Linked DNA regions of Mus musculus: regions 1 and 2 are each linked to region 3. Evidence: chromatin contacts called from public HiCAR-type and capture Hi-C data. All regions are on one chromosome and are shown on one strand. Each heading gives the region's core, a stretch centred on a gene start, on an enhancer-like site or on the middle of the called end of the contact. The rest is flanking DNA. Distances are from core to core; before and after follow the strand shown. Region 1 overlaps Gfra1 (glial cell line derived neurotrophic factor family receptor alpha 1). Region 2 has its middle 34 kb from the start of 1810007D17Rik. Region 3 overlaps Atrnl1 (attractin like 1).

Region 1 (2,961 bases), core at 235-2,734, 370 kb before region 3:
AGGAGGAGGAGGAGGAGGAGGAGGGAGGAAAGCAAGTAAGCAGGCATCAGTTGGGTGTACTCTAAACGATGCATTGTTTACTCACAACACAGCAGCAGCTCACCGTTTCCAGAGGCTTCTGTGTGCTAGACGCTGTGCTGCTCGATGGGGAGGTGTTGGTGAGTTAGAGTACAGAGTGGGGTGAAGTGGCCTGGGGATGGGGGAAGGGAGAAGAGAGACAGTAAACATGGACAAAAGAAAGTTCTGGAAGGAAGTCTGTATATGGGGAGAGGAAGTTTTGGCCAACTAGGGCATCTTAATGGGAAAGGAAAGGGTTTACCCAGCACAGAAAACTTACATCAGATACATGAGCCCAGTGAGGAATAAATGTGAATGTGGTGGAAAAAAAACCCCCAAAAACAAAAGGGATGATCTCTCTCCCTCATTATCCCCCTCCCTCATTATCCCCTTCCCCCCACTATCACCCTCCCCCATTATTTCCCCTCCCCCATGAATGCTGGAGAAGGTTTTGAAAATGTAATGTTTGCAAACAACATAGAAGCAGTCAGTGCAGTGTTTTCTATTAGTGGTGTAAGGTTCGCTAGCTCTGGGTATTTATTTTTTTCCCTTCTTGTCTTCCAAATTGTAATTTTAAAAGATGAGGCATTTCATATTCAAGAGTTTCCTTTGTCTGAAATAAATTATTCATTTCTCCCCAGTTTCAGAAACAATGAACATAATACTTAATGCACCACAATTAAGCGGGCGTAGCTCAGTATAAAATTATGTTCCCTGCGTTTGGGTGGCAGGCAGCGCGCAAGGAGCATCCTCTATCTTGTCGACATTTGTTCCTCAGCAGAAGAACATAAAGTCAGAGAGACAGAAATGGGTTTTGTTTCTCTTGTAGTGGAGGAGGGGGTAACTCTAGACCCCTGCAGACTTGTTTTTGACATTCCACAGCTGTTGGTGGCTAGGTCTCTTAGAAAGAATGGCTTACTGGGACTATGTTGTGTACGGGGTCAGGTGCGGGTCAGAATCCCTAAGCAATGCCCACTTGTTTCAGTCTCCTTTGTCTGGGTTGAGATCCCTCTAGAATCCTGGGTGTGACTTCCTTTGGAGGCTGAAGGCTGCTTCTCTTGAATTTAGGCTGTTTGATGACAAGGGTGCTTTTAAGTGCCAGCCTATGGAATACTCGGCCTGTGACAAGATTCCTGCCTGAGAATGTCTGCTAACAAGCACGGGCGGTGAGGGGAAAATCCTCAAGCTTCAAGGTTGAACTGTTTGTTGTCTTGCCTGGAAGATGTTCCGGGTGCCTTCTATTCCGTTTGCAGCCCTGAGGTCATATTCAAAGTTGGCCCTGGTTGTCAGTGGGCAACCACAGAGATAATTTAACCGTGGCATGTCTGCCAGGTACCAAAAAATCAGATGCAAGAGGCACTTCTAGGCTATTTCCTGGAACCTTCACTAATGCCCCGAGTATTGGCCTGGAGATGGGACGTTCACCACATCTTACTTGGGAGGGAACCCAAACCCTGATACCCAGTGACTCATGTCCACACAGCTAGCTGGTAGTAGATCTTGAATTCCAGCCAAGTTTGTCTAGCAGGAAGGGCTTTGCTGCTTTCTGCCTTTCTGATTGTTTTGTAAGAAATAGAAACAATTGAATTCAAGACAGATTCTCAGGGTCCTCTGGTCTAAGCACCCTCTTTATTTTTGAGCAGAAAAAAAAAAGTATCTCTTACTGTAGAAAGCTCAGGAAGAGAGCCCTAGAGGTGACCAGTGGACTTAGATTGTCTCTGTCTTTGCCCTTGGCTTAGTGCCTAGTGCCTGTTATGACTGCCATCCCAGGATGTCAGAGCTCTGGATCTTTGCTGCCACCAAATGCCTCTTACCTGCTCCTTTAGTTTCTGAGGAGCCTCTTGCTTTGACCATTACTTCCCATGTTGGCTCCAGAGGGACCTCTGGGAATTAGTGTATGGGTCCTGCGACATCTCTGAGCTCTGTTTGAGGAGTCCTCCTTTGCAGTATGTCCATCCAGCTGCCTGCTAGATACTTCCACCATGGTAACTGGACACAATCCACAGCTGCCTCATGGAGAATGGGCCTCAAATCTTAGCCTAAGAAGAGGCAGATCTAACCTAGGGAAGATGTTTATTGTGTGCTGGGGCGAAAAGAGGGTGGGCTTGGGCAGCCATGTCAGAGTTTGCCCACTGACTTCACGAATTCATCACTTAGGGACAGTATCTGTAAAGCAGAGGTACGAATGTAGAACCAGGTTTCGTGAGAGTCGTGTGCAAGGGCATCACTCCCTGTGAAGGGGCCTCACCATGGTGAAAAATTCTTACAAAACAAACATCAGGACATTTCCATCACTTGGGAGGGGCTTTGTCTCCTGTCTGCCCTTGCAGCTTGTCCTGGTGGACAGAGTGAAGGTATAGCTCAGACTTCCTGGATGGTTTCCAGAAAGGCCTCTCTGCGCAATGGTGCATGTCCTGGTTTGCCTGTAAAATAAAGTGGCCTCACCACACACCCGTTGTATACCTCACTTGTTTCAGTCTGTCAAAGACTGGAGGTGATGTGGTTACACCACAATCAGCGACCTGCTCTCCCCACATTCTTCATTAAGAAAAGCACGTAGATGCAGATAGAAATAGCCTTTTAAAAATGGCTCTTGACGAGGGTTTGACCTGCTGATAGAATTGTGGTGAGCCTGGAGAAGGAGGGAAAGCCAGTGGGTATGGGTTCCCAGGAGAGAGAGGAGCCTCAGTTGAGGGCTGAATTTTACTGTTAAAAACAGAACTTACAAGCAAAGAGCTTGTTAGATAAGCACACTCTGACGCAGGCCTTAAACGCCTGGCAAATATTTACCATGGATGTGCAACACAAAGCTAAATGCTTAGATGGTCCTAAAATAGAAAAATTTGTACTCAGGCTTTTATGTTTCATGACTGTGAGCAATAAGAAAATAACCAAAGGCTTACT
Region 2 (2,984 bases), core at 330-2,829, 510 kb before region 3:
CTCACCCACAGCGAGTGCATCCTCACCCACAGTGAGTGCATCCTCACCCACAGGGAGTGCATCCTCACCCACAGTGAGTGCATCCTCACCCTCAGAGAGTCAATCCTCACCCACAGTGAGTGCATCCTCACCCTCAGAGAGTCAATCCTCACCCACAGTGAGTGCATCCTCACCCACAGCGAGTGCATCCTCACCCACAGCGAGTGCATCCTCACCCACAGCAGAACACAGGAAATGTGCGCACCAGAAGCAAGGAAAGTGAATCTGACTCCAGCTATGGTCTTCTAAAGCTTCACCTGCTCTTATGATGAGGATTTAGCAACATAACATACAGGGCTGGATATGAAGATCCTTTCTGTCTGGCTTTAAGAATGTCTTCCTTATATGTGGCCTCAGGGCAGAGGGAAATGGAGGTAGTTCTCCATGACCAACCAGCAGTGTGCTAGCCCGTGGGCATCAGTCAACAGTAGATTCTTTCTCTCAGGGTCAGAGTACTGGCCAGTACAAGATCCAAGATGGCTAAGGATGGTTCAGAGCACATCAGGAGCAAACCAGACACGGGGCAGCTTTGGAACTTATCCTATTAAATAAATCATTAGGCATACATGACATCTACGATGCATGTACATTCTAAGCTGCTTTCTGTCCTAATGGAAGAGTGTGTGTTTTTGGCTTGTGCACAGAGAGAAGCAGTAGTGACAGGTTTAGTGAGAGCAGCTGAGCATGGTGAGCAGTGGGGCTATGGTTGGGTGAACAGGAGTCAAAGGGAATTCAGCTTTACTCACAAGGAGTCAGCCATCAGTCTGAGACAGCAAGGATCAAGCAAGGACAATGTTCAGACCGTCCTGCTAATCAAGAGTTACAGGGAATAAAATAAAATAAAATAAAATAAAATGATAAGCTGACAGAGATCCGCCAGTGTCATGCATACCTCCTGATGTCCACAATGGCTCACAAGAACGCAATCCAAAGGTGTGGAAAGTAAAACCACTGTCTCTGGCCCTGAGCCACCGGCACAGACGTTTATACAACAGTCATACTTGTAGTTACTCACAGCTGACAGATTGCTGGACAAGGCAGCTTCTGAGCTGAGCCTGAGAGAACAAACAGCTTGTTTTGGTTAATAATGGGCAGTTTGTGAAATCAGAGATTATTTGAGCTACTCACCCGATTATCTCCATCAGTCACTCAGCCAAAGTCATCGCACTGGTCACTGTCAGTGACCCCAGCACTCCACAGACTTCGACTGTCATGTCCCATCTTAAAAGTCTGTCCAGGAAAGAAAGACAAGTGGCTCTGCTCTGGATTGGTCAAATGAAAAAATGTCTACCCCAGCAAACTCGGTGGTACCGAAGCCACAAAGGGCTTCACTCGAGATTAGAATCACTGTAGAGTCTGAGGGCTTTGACACTGGGCTTTTCTTTTGTTCTGTTTTTGCTTTATTGTGTAGATGAGTGTCTGATCTACTACTCTCATTTAACCCCGAATATCCTGGTCTTGGAAGTTAGGTAGGGCAGGTCCTGGTTACTGCTTGGGAGAACCTAGACTCTTGCTGGCCACCAGTCAGAGGCCGGATACACATCAGTAGAATGCTAATATAGAGCACACAGGAAAGACCCTGGAGCTTCCTCAGTCTGATAAAGGGCACTGCAGAGCAAGCTACAGCCAACATTACACTTAATAACCAAACATTAAATTCTTTTCCCATAGGACAGAATCAGGGCAAGGATATCTGAGCTCACATTCACTCGTTATTTGTATCACACAGTGTGCAATAAGACAAAAAGAAAAAAAAAGGCGTCTAAGTTGAAAAATATTAACAGATGCTAGTTTGTAAAATCCTATAGACTCTTAGAACTCAGTAGAACTAAGATGCAAACTCAGCAAGATACACAACAATGTTACAAATTACATTTACACTTGCAGTGAATAATTACATAATGAAGTTTAAAGAGATACTAAGTTAAAAGCTATAAAGCACATAAAATACTTTTAAAAATATCTTCCTTGTATCTTACAAAAATACACAAGAAAAGTCTGAAAAGAAAAGCCTGAAAAGCTACTTAGTCCTAATGCAGCTAAGAAGAGAGAAAGCCATATTTCAGAATCAGCGGGTCTCCAACTTAGCATATGGACTCAGTGAAATCCCCTTTCAGATGTTAAGATGAGTGACTTTAAATTTTAAAAGGAATTGCAAAGAACCAGAAAAGCAAGGCAGTCCTGACAAAGGTTAAATTGGTAGAGTCCCATTGCCTAAGATCAAGATTAACTCTCCTGTAGTCCAAATACTATGGAGGGGACTAGAGGGATGGTGCACTAGCTAAGAGCGTGTACTGCTCTCACAGAGGACCTGAGTTCAATTCCCAGCACCACACTGAGCATCTCACAACCCTCTGCACCTCCAGATCCAAGGAGAAGATCTGGTGCCTCCAGCCTTCAAGGGCACCTGCACTCACACATGTAATTAAAAATAATCTTAAAAGGAAAAAGACATTGTGATGTGGTACAAATATGATATGGAACAAAACAAGCAGTTAAAGAGACCTAAGCCTTGGTGCTGCAGGATCAGAAACTGACTGGACAGGCAGAAGGGCAAATGAGGGCACTGGGAAACTTTCCTATGGTGACCGATGTTCAAGGACATTATGGTCAAATGTTTGTATTTGTCAAAACCTACTGAGCACAACAATTGTGATGGCTGTTTGCAAAAACAGAAGATAGCAAGTGTTGGTGAAAATGGGAAATGCTGGTAGGAATGTAAAATAATGCTGTTGCTATGGAAATCAGCAGGACCTTCATTAAAAAAAATACAGAATTGCCATCCAGTTTGGTAATTCACTTACTAAATTACTATTTACCAATTATAGCTACACAACGATGTAAATATACTGTACTTAAACATGATTAAAATGTTCAATTAAAAAATCCACTCAATGTATGATATCATTTAATTCCGCCAATTCTGTTTGGTTTTTGTTGGGATG
Region 3 (2,843 bases), core at 286-2,785:
GATGCCCGCCTTGGGGCAATGTTACATTGTTCCATTTTATCCTCTGACACTGTTGCTCTAGTAACTCCCCGTGGTCCACAGAAGTGAGGTGTATTATTAGCCAGCCTTGAAGCTCTCTGCATCTGACTTAGTACCCTTAACTGATCATGAAATTACTGAAAATCCTTTAATATTTTTTCTTAAATAAAACTAAAATGAACACAATCATTAAATTAAATGTTTGCATATTTCTGTGTGTGCCCACCCATCAGATGTTTTGATCCTGCTATTATGCTGCCCGAATAAGCTCTCTGAGATCTGCACAAAATGGAGGACTCCCTTGCTTAGAGGGGCTTCCTCTTCCTTGCCTGACCTTACTTGGAGAGCATCTCTGAGCACGGATGTCTGACCTTATCTAGAAGATGACCCTGTACAGAGCTTCCTGCACAAGCTGCATGATTCAGCACAGAAGTCCTGCTAAGCCCTTCCCAAGTATGATAATTAGGTAGTGTGTCATGACCAATCAGCCCTTCCCTCCTGTAGCCACTCCCACCCCAGCCCCCCCCCCCAAAAATCTGAAGAAAGTCACTTAGCCTATGATCAGATTACAGTTTCATCTTCCTCTCTCCTGATAACCATTTCCACCCTAGCCAATAATGTATATCCACCCTGGAAATTCCCACCCACTCCCCAAGATCTGTATGGCCCTTGTTCACCCCAAATAAGGTTGAGTTGTCTCGCTGAAGCCGATCCCCCTACCTCCCTCTTGCTCCCCTTGTCCGTGGGGGCCAGTAACCACTGAGAAGTGAGGGCCACAGATAACAAAAACTCATAATGCTTAGCAGAGTGGATCACAGGCCAAACTCTGATCAACAAAATGTCAGAAGCCATCCCAGGGCACACGTCTAAGAAACAGTATTTACCGACTTGTCAAAATGAAGCCTGAATAAAAGGAGTAAGTTGGTTCCTCATAGAATCTCAGGGCTGGCACATGAGAGGGTGTGGTTGGTGGGTGGGTGTGGGTGGTACTGGAAGAAAGAGCATAGTTCTCAAATCACGGATCTTGTGACTCCCGACCGCAAAGGAGGGCTTGGCTTGTTTTCAACCCTGTTCACATTTATCTTGCAGAGGAATTTAAAAACACACCCAGGAGACTCTCCTACTCTCTGGTGCTTTGGGGTCTACATCTTGCCTTGGCAGTGGCTTTCTCTGATTGTGTGGCATTGCCCATGACTTACAAAACAGCACGCTTGCTGACAGTGCACACCAAGGCTGTGTGAAGGTTACAGCCAAGCAAGATGAAGGAATACCATTCTGAAGCCAGCCGTAACAGGAATGCAGGCTTCAGTTGATTACGCTCGCTGTTCTATGGGTATTGTCTCCTATCTCAGGGTACTTATCGTCCACAGAGGAAAGCTATGAGAGCACACAGTTAAATTCGAGCAGAAGGATATTCTTTAAATGGCTGATAAACAGCGTTCACGGCTAGCCTTCAGGGAGGAGCAGCTATGGTGTAACCTGAAAACTCCCACAAAGTCTAGGCTCCCCAGAAGTCCAGCCTGATTTACATATGCAAACCAACCAGCCTGATTTACATATGTAAACGGAGGAAGTGTTGGTGTGTCACTATTTATCTGACAAACTCGTGAAAAGTTGGCAGAGTGAAGTAGCTGCTGATTTACTGTTGCTTCCTCGGGGTTCCTGCAGTCAGGATGTAACAATATCTACAGGAAACTGCGAATATTCACTTTATTTCAATTAGTTCTTGACCCACAGGCATTGCTTCCTCGGCCAGCTCAGGAAACAGGACTTTTAGCATCTCAGGCTGCTCCACTAGTGAGATAAGCCCTGAAGTCCTGGCTAGCCATCCCCAGCAACACTGGCTGCTCTGTCTTATCGGCTTCCCTGCCGGTGTTTATTTAACTCCGTTTGTGATGAGCTATCACTTTGTCTGTTTGAATCCTGACTTGATATGAATGTATCTTTATCTTCAGATTAACACAGTTCTACCTTTTGTGACCTTAGAGTTGAATTTTGCATTGAGCGAGCTTGTCTAAATCCTAACAAGCCTCAGGACTGAGCAGCGCCCATTTCCGAATTCGCCTTACAAGCTGACGCAGTCCCTATTAGGTTTTGAACTTTTAACAAGAGAAAGCACTGACATCTCTCTGTCAACATTTTCCAGGACTACAAATTGCTCATGCATTAGAAATTCTCCAGAAACGGCATGAAAAAGGCTATGAAGTGAATGTATGCTTGTACTGCGGGTCTGCAAGTCAGGGTAATTTCAGAATATACCACATATGCTGAGAAGATGGCAGATGCAAGGATTGGATTTAACCATAGATGATAAGCCAATTTTCTCCATACTCTGTAACTCAATAAGTCTTTAATGGCTTCTCAGATAAACAGATGGATGTCATCAAAAGGCACAGGATGATAAATCTGATTGGTGCCTGAAGAATTCGCAAGGCTTTATCCCTGAACAAGCACGAAGAGAAAGGGGAGGGGAACCACACTTAAGCCCCAGCATGGGAGTTTAAATTATTTGCTCAGAAACAGTTGTATTTCCCAATGGCACAATACTAAAAACAGCACGGACGGCTGCATCCAGGAAGGACAATACATCTTTTTAATTAGGCTGCTCCCTTTGAAGACGTACACTGTTTAGTCTAGCTGTGTTTACTCTGACTTAGTTGATTATTTTCATACAGACTTCCAAATATTCAATTAAAGCCCCTTGGAAGATTATGAATTTCATTTATCCACAAAAAAAGCCTAGACTTTACAGACACTGAGGTCCAAGGCCACTTCTGCCGGTCAAGTGTTTCCTGTTTGTTCAGATAGCTTCTTGGTGTCCAAGT

The links. HiCAR-type assays count read pairs that join an accessible place to other places. Capture Hi-C pulls out chosen DNA fragments and counts their contacts.
Region 1: a capture Hi-C map of embryonic stem cells shows a contact between it and region 3, with 3 times the contacts expected there. The contact joins two enhancer-like sites. A contact is called at or near these places in 1 of 15 datasets of contacts at CTCF or cohesin (the NIH/3T3 cell line), 1 of 484 Hi-C or Micro-C datasets (embryonic stem cells), 7 of 115 datasets of contacts at active chromatin or transcription factors (embryonic basal ganglia, embryonic forebrain, embryonic midbrain and 2 more) and 1 of 9 other capture datasets (embryonic stem cells).
Region 2: a HiCAR-type map of embryonic stem cells shows a contact between it and region 3, with 6 times the contacts expected there. The contact joins two enhancer-like sites. A contact is called at or near these places in 1 of 15 datasets of contacts at CTCF or cohesin (large pre-B cells), 10 of 484 Hi-C or Micro-C datasets (the G1E-ER4 cell line, the HL-1 cell line, the N1E-115 cell line and 6 more), 2 of 115 datasets of contacts at active chromatin or transcription factors (both in embryonic stem cells) and 1 of 9 other capture datasets (embryonic stem cells).

Annotation. Positions count from the first base shown.
Region 1 is chr19:58,435,669-58,438,629 of GRCm38.p6, reverse strand. All of the region lies in intron 4 of Gfra1 (glial cell line derived neurotrophic factor family receptor alpha 1), which reads left to right. Among named protein-coding and RNA genes, the nearest start is that of Gfra1, 18 kb to the left of the region's middle. Within about 2 kb of position 1,484, at least 33 of the 459 cell types and tissues checked have an H3K27ac peak or open chromatin away from gene starts, as enhancers often do. A contact at or near this core is called in embryonic stem cells, where this site is marked.
Region 2 is chr19:58,571,001-58,573,984 of GRCm38.p6, reverse strand. No RefSeq gene overlaps it. Among named protein-coding and RNA genes, the nearest start is that of 1810007D17Rik, 34 kb to the left of the region's middle. Within about 2 kb of position 1,579, at least 7 of the 459 cell types and tissues checked have an H3K27ac peak or open chromatin away from gene starts, as enhancers often do. A contact at or near this core is called in embryonic stem cells, where this site is marked.
Region 3 is chr19:58,063,288-58,066,130 of GRCm38.p6, reverse strand. All of the region lies in intron 28 of Atrnl1 (attractin like 1), which reads right to left. Among named protein-coding and RNA genes, the nearest start is that of Mir5623, 14 kb to the right of the region's middle. Within about 2 kb of position 1,535, at least 44 of the 459 cell types and tissues checked have an H3K27ac peak or open chromatin away from gene starts, as enhancers often do. A contact at or near this core is called in embryonic stem cells, where this site is marked.